Regions from separate parts of the Sus scrofa genome. Here all the other regions are linked to region 2. The links are chromatin contacts, called in public Hi-C and HiChIP or PLAC-seq maps. All regions are on one chromosome and are shown on one strand. The core of a region is the stretch at or near the end of the contact, and the rest is flanking DNA. Distances in the headings are between cores, read along the strand shown.

Region 1 (3,226 bases), core at 294-2,793, 1.5 Mb after region 2:
ATTATTTTTATAAGAACAAATCTTTTATTATCATTTTACTCAAACTTTAGTAATTTTGTAATTATGGAAGGAGGTTAAGAGACCTACGCTCTCAAGTACTGGGCTAAAGTTTCTTTGCTTTGAAGACAGAAGTCAAGGTTTCTCTTACTGGTGAGAAAAAAACTGCTGTTCACCTTTAAGATGTCTTCTATTTCACAAAACAGGGACACCTCTTGGTAAGTTATTTCTACATGCAGTTTAGCAAGCTGTTTAGAATGGAAGTTGTGGAATCTAATTAGATTCCAAAGCTGAAGCTCTCACTGACTTACCAGGACAAACTCCTCAAGGACTCAGTTAACCTAACTGAAAATTGGGAATAAAAATACTACCCACCTCTGAAGGTTGCCCTAAGCATCAAATGAGATGATGACTATAAATTTCTCAGCCCAGTGCCTGTCTGTGGTAAACGCTCAATAAATGTTCATTCTCCTTATTTCAGAGGGAAAGACACACCTCCCAAAATGCCAGCTCTACCATTTGAGAAGTTAGTAGCCGAGGAAAAGGTCACCGTTTTCGTATTGTTTTCAGTATTCTAATGATAGGCACTGGATCTTTTGGAGAGTATGTAAAACTTGCAGAAAAAAACCGTAAAAGTCATGCAACTGCGTTCCCGCGAGGTGTGAGATGTGCTTGCTGTGGGTTTTTCTCGCGGCTGGAAGCACTGGATGGCTTCCTCCGCCGCTATCTGATACTGCTTCCCACTCCCAGAGTAGCACCCTTACCCAGCATCGGCTCAGTATCAAGCTCAGAGATGAAGCCTGGATTTTTCGCTTCTCTAGGAAGAACCTGTTTTGTGACCTTGAGAAATCAATTCAGTTACTTTAGTCCCTCAGTTTTCTCTTACCTGCTAAAAGTGGGGGAGACGGCGGCTTTTTCTTTCCTTTTAACATACTGCTGCCTATAGTTAGCGGCCCGGCCCTGAGCAAGCTGGGACAACTCCTAAGGCAAAGGCTGGGAAAGCAAGGATAGAATGGGAAAAGGGAGGCGTTTCCTGGCACCACCCCTCCACCCTCAGACCCTTGCAGACCCGGTGAAACCCCCTCACCCATTTCGAACGTGCCAAGAGACTGCCTCTCGAGAGCTGCACAGTCACAAAAATGGAGCAAGGAGGAAATCAGAGTCAGACCCTACGGTAGAAGAAGGCTCTAAAGAGGAGGACAGGGATTGTGCCGTGGTGCAAAGAAGTCAGCCTACGGGACCCCGCCCGGGACAGGCAGGGCCGTACTCGCTGGGACATTCCGCTGGCCTGGGAGTCTGGGCTGCAGCCGGAGCGGACAGGGCAGCCCCTATATCTCACCGTACTCCACGGTCTCCGGGTCGGGCTGGAAAGTGAAGTGAGCCACCTGCCGCTTCTGGGCCGCATCCCCGTCGGCTGAGGCAGGTTGCAGGAAGCCCCGCAGCAGCCCCCCGCCACTCAGGGGATGCCAGTGTCCCTCCACCCGGGCCACCCGGAGCCGCAGTAGCCGTCCCACAGCAACCGCCGCTGCCGCTGCCACTGCCGCCATCCCCACTCGCCGCCGATGTTTGCAGGCTACTCTGCCACCCTTTGCCGGCAGGGAGGGCGGAACACCAAGACGGCCCCCACATTGGGTGGGCCGAAGGGGCGGTCCCGGGAAGCAGACCAATCAGAGTTCGGAATTCGGGGGTGGGGAAGACGACGAGAAGACCCGGCGTCGTTCTCCCGTTGTGCGCATGCGGAAAGGGGGCTGGGGCGGGAGCGAGCGGGCAGGTGAGCTCCAATGAAATTGTTCCCGGAGGTGGAGTCTTCCCAAGGTCTGCTGCTTGGGGCAGGGCCGCAGATCTGGTCTGCAAAGTTCCACGCTGTGCCTGGGTTTGTTCCTTTCCTGTGTCGTCTGCCTAATGCATTCAGATAGCTTTTTCATTTTAAGATTTATATGTCCTTTTGAAATGAAACCCTTTTAAATCCTCTCCTGTTCTTTACCTCTATTATTCTATTGATTGGTATTGGTTATTGGTTTTTTGAGTTTCAGACGGCTGTGAGAAGCTCTGTTCTAACCCTGAGCTCTTTATTCAAACCCTTCTAAAGTGCTTAATAAGTATGTATAGATTTTTACTGGTTTTGTTTTTCTGGATTTAAGTGACAGTGAAAGAGGTAAACTTAAGAGTTCACCCCGCAAACCCACTTTACAGGAATTCAGTTGCGTTTTTGCCCAGGTGCAGCAAAAATGACCTGAAGAGCTTAGAAACCTGGAGAAATTGAGAATCCATTCATTTACATTTAAAATAATCAACTTTGTAAATTTTCCTGTTAAAAATCCAAATGTTTAAGAGGATACCTTCTCTGTTCATGAATTTACACATTATAGTAAAATATGATTAGAGACAAGGGTGAAAGTGTTTCCATCAGATGAGGGTGGGAAGGTAGGAAAAGAATGGCCCAAAACAGAATTTGAAGAAGAGAGAGGGAAAGAATGAAGGCGAAGGAGCAGGAGAACGAATTTCCCCTTATGCTCTTTCTGGCCATCCAGCCCATCCTTGGTTTTACAAAGAGGCAGAGGAAAAGAGAGAGGAAATGGGGTGAGAGGAAAGGCAGAAATGCACCAGCTGCATGTTTTCTGATTGGGTTTGAGAAGCAGGAATTCAAATCTGCCCAAAGGAGGAAGTTCCCACATGGCCTAGCCGGTGAAGGATTCAGCAGCTGTCACTGGTTACCGCTGTGGCAAACTTGGATCCCTGGACTGAGAACTTTTGCATGCTGTGGATTCTGGCAGAATTTTTTTTTTTTTTTTTTTTTTTTTTTTTTTTTTTTTGTCTTTTTTGCTATTTCTTGGGCCGCTCCCGCGGCATATGGAGGTTCCCAGGCTAGGGGTCGAATCGGAGCTGTAGCCACCGGCCTATGCCAGAGCCACAGCAACGCAGGATCCGAGCCACGTCTGCAACCTTGCAACCTACACCACAGCTCACGGAAACGCCGGATCATTAACCCACTGAGCAAGGGCCGGGACCGAACCCGCAACTTATGGTTCCTAGTCGGATTAGTTAACCACTGTGCCACGACGGGAACTCCCTGGCAGAATTTTTTTAAATGCCCAAAGGAGAAACAAAAGTATATCTTCATTATTTCTACTCCATATCAAGCCCCCAAATTCAACATTTTGGGGATTTTTAATCTTGTCTTTTGTTGTGTTCACCTCCTCTGTTTCATGGTGTGTGTGTGTGTGTGTGT
Region 2 (2,921 bases), core at 107-2,606:
CACGCTTGGAAGACTGGATGCAGGAGTGTGCTTCGGAATAAGCGATGGGCTCACGAAAACTATATGGTCGTCCTAGCGAACCTTTCTCAGTCCCCCGCCCAGGGACAAGTGCTTAGGGATGATGGCCTCCCTCTGAGGTCCAGCGGGTGCCTACGCTTAGGCGCGCAGCTCCGCAGGGCACCAGCAGGGGGCGGCGTTGCCCCGCAGCTGGCTGCTCCGCGGGTGACTGTTCTCCCCCTCCCCGACCCGCGCCTCCCCGCCTCCTGCTGGGAGCGGGGCCCTAGTGACGAGGCCCGGGCTCCCCAGCCCGGAGAGGGAGGGCTATGCTTCCTTGCAGGCCGGGCGGCTGGGGTCGAGCGGGGCCATGGGCGGGAGTATCCAGCCCGCCTCTGTCCCCGCCGTGGCCTCAAGACGAAGGAAAGTGGCTCTCAGTTTGGAAAAGGGTAGCGAGCGGCCAGAATTGACGGCAGGAAGAAAGGGGGCGCTTTCTAGCAAACGCGGGCCTCGAGCGCTAGTGCCCGCGGAGGTAAGGCCACACTCCTTTCAAGCCGCGGAGGCGCCGGGAGTTGTGGGTGTGGAGGAGGGACGGTCGCAGACTTTAAACTCGTGCTTTCGCGGGTCGTGGAAAACTCGCTCACTTCACCCTGACATGTGCATTCACTTGAACAACGCAAACCTTAGTTGCCGGCGAGGAACGCGCTTCACCTCCTCAGCTTCTGGATGGAAGAACGCTCAGCCGAGCTTCCGGCCCCGCGACCTAGCGGCCGCCCACCCCTTGCGCCCCGCGTTTCCAGGCCAGCGTGCCCGCCCGGCCGTCCGCTCGGGGACGCGCGTTGGCCCGAGCCGCGCTCCCGGCCGCCGCGAGCCTCGGGTGCGCTGGGCTTGGACGCACGCTCGGCTCCGCCCCCGCGCTCCTCTGGCTCACCCCAGCCCGGCGCGCCGCCTGAGGTTTGAAGAAACGAAACTCGGGGAGCCTGCCCTGCCCGTTGCGCGCAGACACTGATTGGCACGGGGAAGTGGACCCCTTAGTTCACACTGAGGCCGAGTTTATTAATGCCATAACCGCTCTAGTGCTACCCCACACACTGTTTAAAAGGGAGGTCAAGAAGACCCTCTGGAGCCCCCGTCACTAAGCTTTGATGACGAGCCGCATCCGGCGAGAATTTTGAGAAGTTTCAGCAGTTACGCGATTTTCGCCTTGATCCGGTTTTGAGGGCCAGTGAGGACTCTTGAAGTATCTGAAGTGTCTCCTCCTTGGGGAAAAGGAAGAGAGGCGTGGGTGGGTGGGCGTCCCTACATCAAATCTACCTACAGGAACTAAAGTGAACTCACGCACCGCCTCCAGCTTCGCGCCCTGGGGACCGGTCCTCAAGGAGCGCGGCTCTGCTGGGCTCCCGCCGCGGGCGCTGGGCGGGCGGGGGCGGCTCCCTATGCAGATGAGGAGGGTGTGGCGAGCATGCGGCGCCGGGCCCCGGAAGCGCCAAGCGGCCACGGTATAAAAAAAGTACTGGAGACCTTTCGCCCGCACAACTGCTAAAGCTCCAGAGACAGGAGCGTGTGCGGCGGCGGCAGCGACAGCAGGAGCCGCCACCTCTGGGACCACCGCGGCTGAGGCGCGGGCGGGGTCGAGGGGCGGGAGTGGCCGGCGCAGGCGGCAGGGGTCTGGAAAGGACTAAGTCGCTCGCCACTGCCGGGAGCGTCTTCGCGGCTCCTGGAAGTGTTGCCGCCTCGCAGTTCCTCCATCGCCGCGCTCCTAGAAGGGGCGGCCGCCTCCAGGTGACACAGACGGGACTCCCGCTTGCGCTTTCCAGATGCATCAGAGATACTTTTGGTGCGGGGCTGTTCTGCGGGGCGCGGCGCGCGCGGCTGGGGGCTGGGGGGCCTGGGGCGGGCGCGTCTCCGGGAGCTCCCGAGGCGGGAGGCGAAACGAGGAGGGGGCCGCTCCTTCCTCCGGGGGCCCGGCTCAGCCCCGCCGCCGCGCGTCCTCACCGCGCTCCCCCCACCCCCGTTTTCTTTTAGGACTGACCAGGGCCAAGTGGCATTCGGCGGGCATTTCATGGCGGAAGGCGAAGGGTACTTCGCCATGGCCGAGGACGAGCTGGCTGGCGGTCCCTACATCCCCCTTGGCGGCGACTTCAGCGGCGGCGACTTCGGCGGCGGTGGCGGCGGCTTCGGCGGCGGGCACTGCTTGGACTATTGCGAAAGCCCCACGGCGCACTGCAACGTGCTGAACTGGGAGCAAGTGCAGCGGCTGGACGGCATCCTGAGCGAGACCATCCCGATCCACGGGCGCGGCAACTTCCCCACGCTCGAGTTGCAGCCCAGCCTGATCGTGAAGGTGGTGCGGCGGCGTCTGACCGAGAAGCGCATTGGCGTCCGCGACGTGCGCCTCAACGGCTCGGCCGCCAGCCACGTCCTGCACCAGGACAGCGGCTTGGGCTACAAGGACCTGGACCTAATCTTCTGCGCCGACCTGCGTGGGGAAGAGGAGTTTCAGACTGTGAAGGACGTCGTGCTGGACTGCCTGTTGGACTTCTTACCCGAAGGGGTGAACAAGGAGAAGATCACACCACTCACGCTCAAGGTAAAGCTACCCGAGAGAGGCCGGGGGCCCGCGGCGGACCAGGCGCGGGCGTGAGGCGCTAGGCGTGGGGGGCGCACGTTTGCTGCCCCGTCTCGTGCAGGAGCTTTGGCTTATTTTGCATTTGAGTTTTTTTTAATGGGTAAACGAAGATGCGTGAGCTGCGTTGTGTGTTCTAGTTTACTTGCTGCTTCAGTGCCCCAACTCTTCTGCTTCCTCCTCAGCTCTGCCTTCTCTTCCTTCTCCTTATATTTTAACTCTTGGCTTTCCTTGCTTGAGTCCTGTCTAGAGTAGATTCAGATCCGCGGGAGAGTGAAATGATGTAAATCTCTCTCTCCTT
Region 3 (3,179 bases), core at 124-2,623, 1.4 Mb after region 2:
ATCTGGCATTGCTGTGAGCTGTGGTGTAGGTCACAGACTCGGCTCGGACCTGACATTGCTGTGGCTGTGGTGTAAGCTGGCGGCTACAGCTCGGATTCGACCCCTAGCCTGGGAACTTCCATAGGCTGTGAGTATGGCCCTAAAAAGACAAAATAGATAGACAGATACATACAGATAGATAGATAGAGGAAATCTGGCAAGAATGAAATGAGGGCAATGCTTCACTGAGACTATCTGACTCAAATTCTGCTCCTGAATATCTGAGAGGAATCAGGAGAGGCTGAGTAGGTCAGAGGTTATGGTTCTTGGCCTGGGTCACTGTCAGCAGATTGTGGGATGAAGGAAGCCCTGAAGAGAAAACAACAAGGAACTCTATTCAGTACCTTGTAATAACCTAGAAGGGAAAAGAATCTGAAAAAGAAATGTGTGCGTAACTGAATCACTTTGCCATACCCCTTAAACTAACACAGCATTGTAAACTAAGTACACTTCAATTTAAAAAGAAGAAAAAAATAAGGAGTTCCCATTGTAGGTCAGCGGGTTACAGACCCGACTAGTATCCGTGAGGATGTGGGTTCGATCCCTGGCCTCGCTGCATGGGTTAAGGATCCGGTGTTCCCATAAGCAGTGGTGTTGGTCAAAGACACAGCTCAAATCCTGTATTGCTGTGGCTGTGGTGTAGTAGGCCAGCAGCTACAGCTTCGATTTGACCCCTAGCCTGGGAACTTCCATATGCCATAAGTGCAGCCCTAAAAAATAGATAGATAGATAGATAGATAGATAGATAGATAGATAGATAGATAGATAGATAGATAGATAGATAGATGGAGTTTCTGGTGGCTCAGTGGGTTAAGGATCAGGCATTGTCACTGCAGCAGCCTTGGTAACTGCTGTGGCATAGGTGGGATCCCTGGCCTGGGAACTGCCATATGCCAGAGGTGTGGCCAAAAAAATAATAAACAAAAAAATAAAGTTTCCGTCTGAGTTTTGAGGCAGTGTCCCTTTTTTAAAGAACAAAATGCTCAAGTTCAATGCCTCCAGGATCTTGATTAATTAAGCATGTAATACTGCATTTGTGTGCGTTCCCTTTTGGCTGAAGAAACAAGTCTCTTTGTTTCTGCTGGACTCCAAGCTGGCAGCGACCAGAAGAGAAAAAGATGAGGGTCAAAGCAGCAGCCTACAGAGATGAGGAGAAATCCCTCATTACCGATGATGCTTCAGTATCCTGAAGCCAAAACTACAGAAAAGGAATCTTTGGGCTAATTTAAGCTTGGCCAGATGCCACCACTTCTGGCTGGTGGCCAGAGGCCCTCGGCTGGGAGAGGGCTGGCAGGGTGCCCCTGGAGAAGGTCAAGCATTTCATTGCTGAAGCTGCCATTGGGTGTGTCTGCTCACTTGGAAACTAAAAACTCTTTGATCCAACAGGCTTCCCCAGTGGTTCCTTAGCACATGACACCTGCCAACCTTTACCTAACTGATCCCACATCCCCTCTGCCAATCAAAGCAACCCAGAATCCTACAGTCAATGGGAACAGAAAACAAAGCCCCAGCCTTGGACCCTCTATGGCTTTACATATAAGGCCTTGCTCAAGGATCTGGCAAAGGTCATGAAAGCTTTCCTCCACACATGGTTCTATGTTTGGGCTCCTACCAACTGACTAGAAAAATCATTTTTCCTGGTAAACTTAATTACCAGGTGACTTCATCACTGCATGGAAGGTGCTAAACAGTGGAATTCCAAGTAAGAATTGAAGCATGGGCTGCATGGCTGTGTAATAACCTACAGTTTTAGATTCAAGCCTCCTGAGACAGGTAGGTTTTGTCACAACGACAGCTCAATATCTAAGCCTTTCGCTGTTAAGCTGCCATGGCCACCAGGCACTCTACTTCTAGAAGAAAGAGCATTCTCAGTTGTAATGTAACGGCTCTATGATTTGTTCCCTTAAGACAAACAATACAGAATGGATTCCCAGATATTGAGTAATCTGAACTGCCTGTAAAAAAAAAAAAAAAAAAAAAAACCTGTTATACTAGTCCCTTTCACCCCTGATCATTTCTGGGTTCTAAAAAGAAAATCCTTGAGAACTATACTCAGTATTTTCCCTATAAGGGAAAAGAATCTGGAAAGGTATATATACCCAAGTCCCTTTGCTATACACTGGAAACTAAATGTTGTAAATCAACTAAACTTCAATTTTAAAAAATGAGAATTTTGAGGAGTTCCTGTTGTAGCTCAGCAGTAACGAATCCAACTAGGATCCACGAGGATGCGGGTTCAATCCCTGGCCTCGCTCAGTGGGTCAAGGATCCGACAATGCCGTGGGCTGTGGTGTAGGTCGCAGATGTGGCTCAGATCCAGCACTGCTGTGGCTGTAGGCCAGAAGCTATAGCTCTGATTTGACCCCTAGCCTGGGAACTTCCATATGCCACAGGTGTGGCCCTAAATAAAAAAGAGAGAATTCATAAAAATTAAATAAAAAGAAAAGATTTCTAATTCAAAAATTATATTTGAGTCAAATGAGCAGCAATTCTGAACACAAGGAAAGTAAAATTGGGGGGAAAAAATCACTGGATTCAATGTGTAAAAACTAGAAAATGAGCTGTCCCAACTAAAACAATTATAAATGCCCCCTGCATCCAAATCCAAGAAAGCCTAAATGCTAAAGCAAAAAGTTTGTGTTTTTCCCTCTGTTACAAGTACCAGACTAGAAGAGGATTTCCAGAAGACCCAGCCAGCACCACACTTTGTAAGATAACTTAGCAACATCCTCCGTAATATTAAATGAACAAATGATATATGTCATACTTGACAGGGAAAATAAAAAACAAAAGACCTTTTTACTCTCTCTTAATCTATATTGTTCTTGATATACTTTCATTTCCCTAGTTCTTACTTATGATGTTAAAAAGACATATGAATCAATTTTGTACTTTCTGACAATAATGATCTATAATCCCATTTTTCCTGGTCTGCTTTAATCCAAGCCCATCTCCTAAACCTCTCTCAGTGCTCACAGCTGATCATTCTAAAAGCCTGCCGTTGTCAAATAAGCCTGAGAAAAACTAGCTTAAGGGTATTCCTCCTGATTGATGCTTAAAATGTCAAACAGAACACCTGTTGGCAGCTCTAACATTTACTGTTTAATCAACGAAGAGCAAAAGAAAAAAAATAGTCAAAG
Region 4 (3,207 bases), core at 27-2,526, 1.4 Mb before region 2:
CCACAGGTGTGGCAGTAAAAAGAAAAAAAAAAAGTAATTCTGAGGAACGATTTACTTCAGAATGCTTGAAAGTGATCATTTTAAAATAAAGCATTTGTCTTACAAGTGGTTTTAATTTACTCTTGCTATAACTTCTGTCAGCTCAACTAAATCACTGTTATCAGGTGGAGTGATGCTTAGCACAAAAAAACAAAAAACAGCAAATATCCACAGTAAAATGCAAGATCTTATGTCTACATCAAGACAGGCAACAGCACTGAACTTGGAGAATTTTTGTCCTTCGATGCGTCATGACTTACGTATGGGGCAAACAGTTTGGTATCTTTTTTTGTAATTTCCCCCCCCCAATGTTTTGATTGCTTTAACTACGATCTCCAAATCAGATTTTTTCCAATCTTCATAGTTCTTAAACTTCATAGAACTCTAAGAAAGTCTAAGAATAACCAAAACAGTATTTACTTAGCTCAAAAAGTAGCCTTGTGCCACTTCGTCCCTTCCCTCAGGGTAAGTGAGAAGGATGGAGACCAAACAAGTGACTATTGTTATGTTGCAACTTCAAAAGGCTTGGGAATCAAAGGTGAGCTTAGTTAACAACTTCCTGGTGACTAATCGGACTTCCTCGATTAAACTTCTACACTCTTTTCCCACCTCCCACGGAACCTTAACGAGGGAGACCATTCGCGCGTCCTCTTAATATTAAAAGAACCCCCCAGATGGAAGAGACCGCGCGACGCCTCAATTCGCCCAACAAAGAAGGGACTCCGCGCGCTTTCCGCGCACAGGTGCGACGGCCACCCCAACCCCGCGCACCGCGCGGCCCCTGAGCAGGAGTCTCGGCCTGGCCACCCGACGCCCTGGCCCCGCCTCCGGCCGCCGGGCCCTGACCGCCGCTGCGCCCCCCGCCCGAGCTCGGCCGCGGGCCCCGCGTAGCTACCGCTCCCACGGCAACCGGAGGGCGTCCGGCCGGCTTCGCAGCTCCAGGCGGGGCCGGGGCGCCAAACCCCCGACACTACACCTGCCCGCCCGCGGGGCGTCCCGGCGGCTCCGGAACGAGCCGGGCCGAGGGGGCCACTAGGGGCGGCCGGCCGGCCTCGCGACCGCGCTGGGGGCGGGGACGCTGTTACCTTCCTCGGGCTCGACCGCTCCCTGCCGGCGCCGCTCTCCTGGCAACCGCGGCAGCGACACGGAGGCCGGGAGCCGGAGGGCCTAGTGACAGCTCCCAGCGTACACCGCGCCCGCGCCCACGCCGGCGTCGACGTCCGCGGCCCTTCGTCCCCGCCCCCGGTCGGTTCTTCGCCTCCCGGCGCTGGCTGTCGCCACAGCGCCCTCAGGCGGACTGTTGGGGAAGCGGCCCACTGCCGCCTATTGAGGGAGGGGGATGGAAGGGGAGGTAACAGGTATTTTCAGCCAGCCCGCGCCAATCCCAATTCCGCGTGATGCTAGGAATCGAAAACAGCTTTTTTTGCTTAACTAATTCTAAGCCCAGAGAAGTTAGAAGACTTTCGAAGTTAGGAGATAGATAGTTGTTATCATATTAGGAACTTATTTTGATTCTAGAACCCCAAATCATGTAGTTCCATGGAGGATTGCCTCCTTTCACCTAAAATGTCGGGTCAAAAAATCATAGATTTTTCTTGAGAATGTGTGACTAAATATAAAATATAACAATCCTTAAAAACAAACATCAATATGTACGGTATCCTGTGTTAAGAATGTTACATGTTTCAACATAATGTGGCAGCATTTAAATACCTAAAATCTTTGATGTTAATGGTGGGAGATATGCAGAGTTGACATTGTGGAGGGAAATAATCAATAAACTAATATATGACAGGGATAGAAAAGAGTTTTATTTAAGCCAAATTGAGGACTATAGCCTGGGAGACACAGACTGAAGATGTATTTGAATTGTGTTCCACCAGACTACAGAATGCTGGAGGCTTATAACAGCAAAAGACACAAAGTCACGTAAATTATTCGTCAAGAATTAAGATTAGAGCTGGCAGAAAGGAAGGGTCCTTGTTAAATAAGGATTGGTCCAGCTCTGAAATTGTATACTTATAAGGGGAGGCCTTGAGACTATAAGGTTGCAGCTGACAGCTGCTAGCAGATGTTGTTTTGAGAAAGGCTGAGGGTGTCCTTGAGTCTGAGTGATATAGTTTAGAAAATTCAGATTCTTAGTGATACAGGAATGTGTCTGAAGCCATATCCACGATGGCCACCTGGCTCCATTTGAATGCCTGAACCACAGTTATGCCATTGTTATTTTTTTAATGCATTATTTTCTTTATGGTTAAGGCAGATGTACAATGTTTATTTAATAGACCACGAATAGGCTCTATTGGTTAACCTTAAGTTCAGGTCAAATCATGTTTAAGCCAGAATGACTTCCCCGTATCTTACTATGGGAAAATTTCTTTCATCAAAACCATCACCCTGGGGTGTTTCCGTCATGGCTCAGTGGTAACACATCTGACAAGGAACCATGAGGTTGCAGGTTTGATCCTTGGCCTTGCTCAGTGGGTTAAGGATCCAGCGTTGCTGTGGGCTGTGGTGTAGGTGCAGACGTGGCAGAGATCCCAAGTTGCTGTGGCTCTGGCGCAGGCCAGCGCTTCAGCTCTGATTAGACCCCTACCTACCCTGGGAACCTCCACATGACTCAGATGTGGCCCTAGAAAAAAAGGCAAAAAAGACAAAAAAAAAAAAAAAAAAATCACCCTGGAGGGAGTTCCCTTTGTGGCTCAGCGGTTAATGAACCTGACTAGGATCCATGGTGATGCAGATTCGATCCCTGACCATGCTCAGTGGGTCAAGGATCCGGCGTTGCCTTGAGCTGTGGTATAGGTCGAAGACTCGGCTGTATCCCAAGTTGCTGTGGCATAGGCCAGCAGCTGTAGGTCTGATTCGACCCCTAGCCTGGGAGCTTCCATATGATCCAGATGCAGCCGTAACAAGCAAAAAACAAAACAAAACAAAACAACAAAAAAAAACCCATCGCCCTGGAGTTCCTATTGTGGCACAGTGGGTTAAGAATCCTACTGCCTGGGCTCAGGTTTGATCCCCGGCCCAATACAGTGGGTTAAAGAATCCAGGGTTGCCACTGCTGTGGGGTAGGTTGCAGCTGTGACTTGCATTCAATCCCTGGCTTGGTAACTTCCATATGCTGTGGGTGTAGCCCCCAAAAAACAAAGAAACAAAACAAAAAAA

Evidence for each region. Hi-C and Micro-C count contacts between places; a contact is called where the count stands out from the background. HiChIP or PLAC-seq counts read pairs in DNA pulled down with a chosen protein or histone mark.
Region 1: a contact with region 2 is called in an H3K27ac HiChIP or PLAC-seq map of skeletal muscle, with 6 times the contacts expected there. The contact joins the promoter of BCKDHB here to the promoter of FAM46A in region 2. A contact is called at or near these places in 2 of 2 datasets of contacts at active chromatin or transcription factors (alveolar macrophages and skeletal muscle).
Region 3: a contact with region 2 is called in a Hi-C map of mesenteric adipose tissue, with 2.7 times the contacts expected there. The contact joins the enhancer-like site here to the promoter of FAM46A in region 2. A contact is called at or near these places in 1 of 5 promoter capture datasets (fetal skeletal muscle), 12 of 47 Hi-C or Micro-C datasets (embryonic fibroblasts, fetal heart ventricle, fetal skeletal muscle and 8 more) and 2 of 2 datasets of contacts at active chromatin or transcription factors (alveolar macrophages and skeletal muscle).
Region 4: an H3K27ac HiChIP or PLAC-seq map of alveolar macrophages shows a contact between it and region 2. The contact joins the promoter of DOPEY1 here to the promoter of FAM46A in region 2. A contact is called at or near these places in 1 of 47 Hi-C or Micro-C datasets (embryonic fibroblasts) and 1 of 2 datasets of contacts at active chromatin or transcription factors (alveolar macrophages).

The regions. Positions count from the first base shown.
Region 1 is chr1:86,016,036-86,019,261 of Sscrofa11.1, forward strand. It overlaps BCKDHB (branched chain keto acid dehydrogenase E1 subunit beta), which reads right to left and starts at 1,544. Exons shown (of 10, transcript NM_001123219.1): 1 at 1,337-1,544. The coding sequence starts at 1,544.
Region 2 is chr1:84,543,677-84,546,597 of Sscrofa11.1, forward strand. It overlaps FAM46A (protein FAM46A), which reads left to right and starts at 1,357. Exons shown (of 3, transcript XM_013992805.2): 1 at 1,357-1,776; 2 at 2,020-2,584. The coding sequence starts at 2,057.
Region 3 is chr1:85,987,703-85,990,881 of Sscrofa11.1, forward strand. All of the region lies in intron 3 of BCKDHB (branched chain keto acid dehydrogenase E1 subunit beta), which reads right to left. Among named protein-coding and RNA genes, the nearest start is that of BCKDHB, 28 kb to the right of the region's middle. Within about 2 kb of position 1,374, at least 17 of the 83 cell types and tissues checked have an H3K27ac peak or open chromatin away from gene starts, as enhancers often do. A contact at or near this core is called in mesenteric adipose tissue, where this site is marked.
Region 4 is chr1:83,136,165-83,139,371 of Sscrofa11.1, forward strand. It overlaps DOPEY1 (protein dopey-1), which reads right to left and starts at 1,277. Exons shown (of 37, transcript XM_021091876.1): 1 at 1,125-1,277.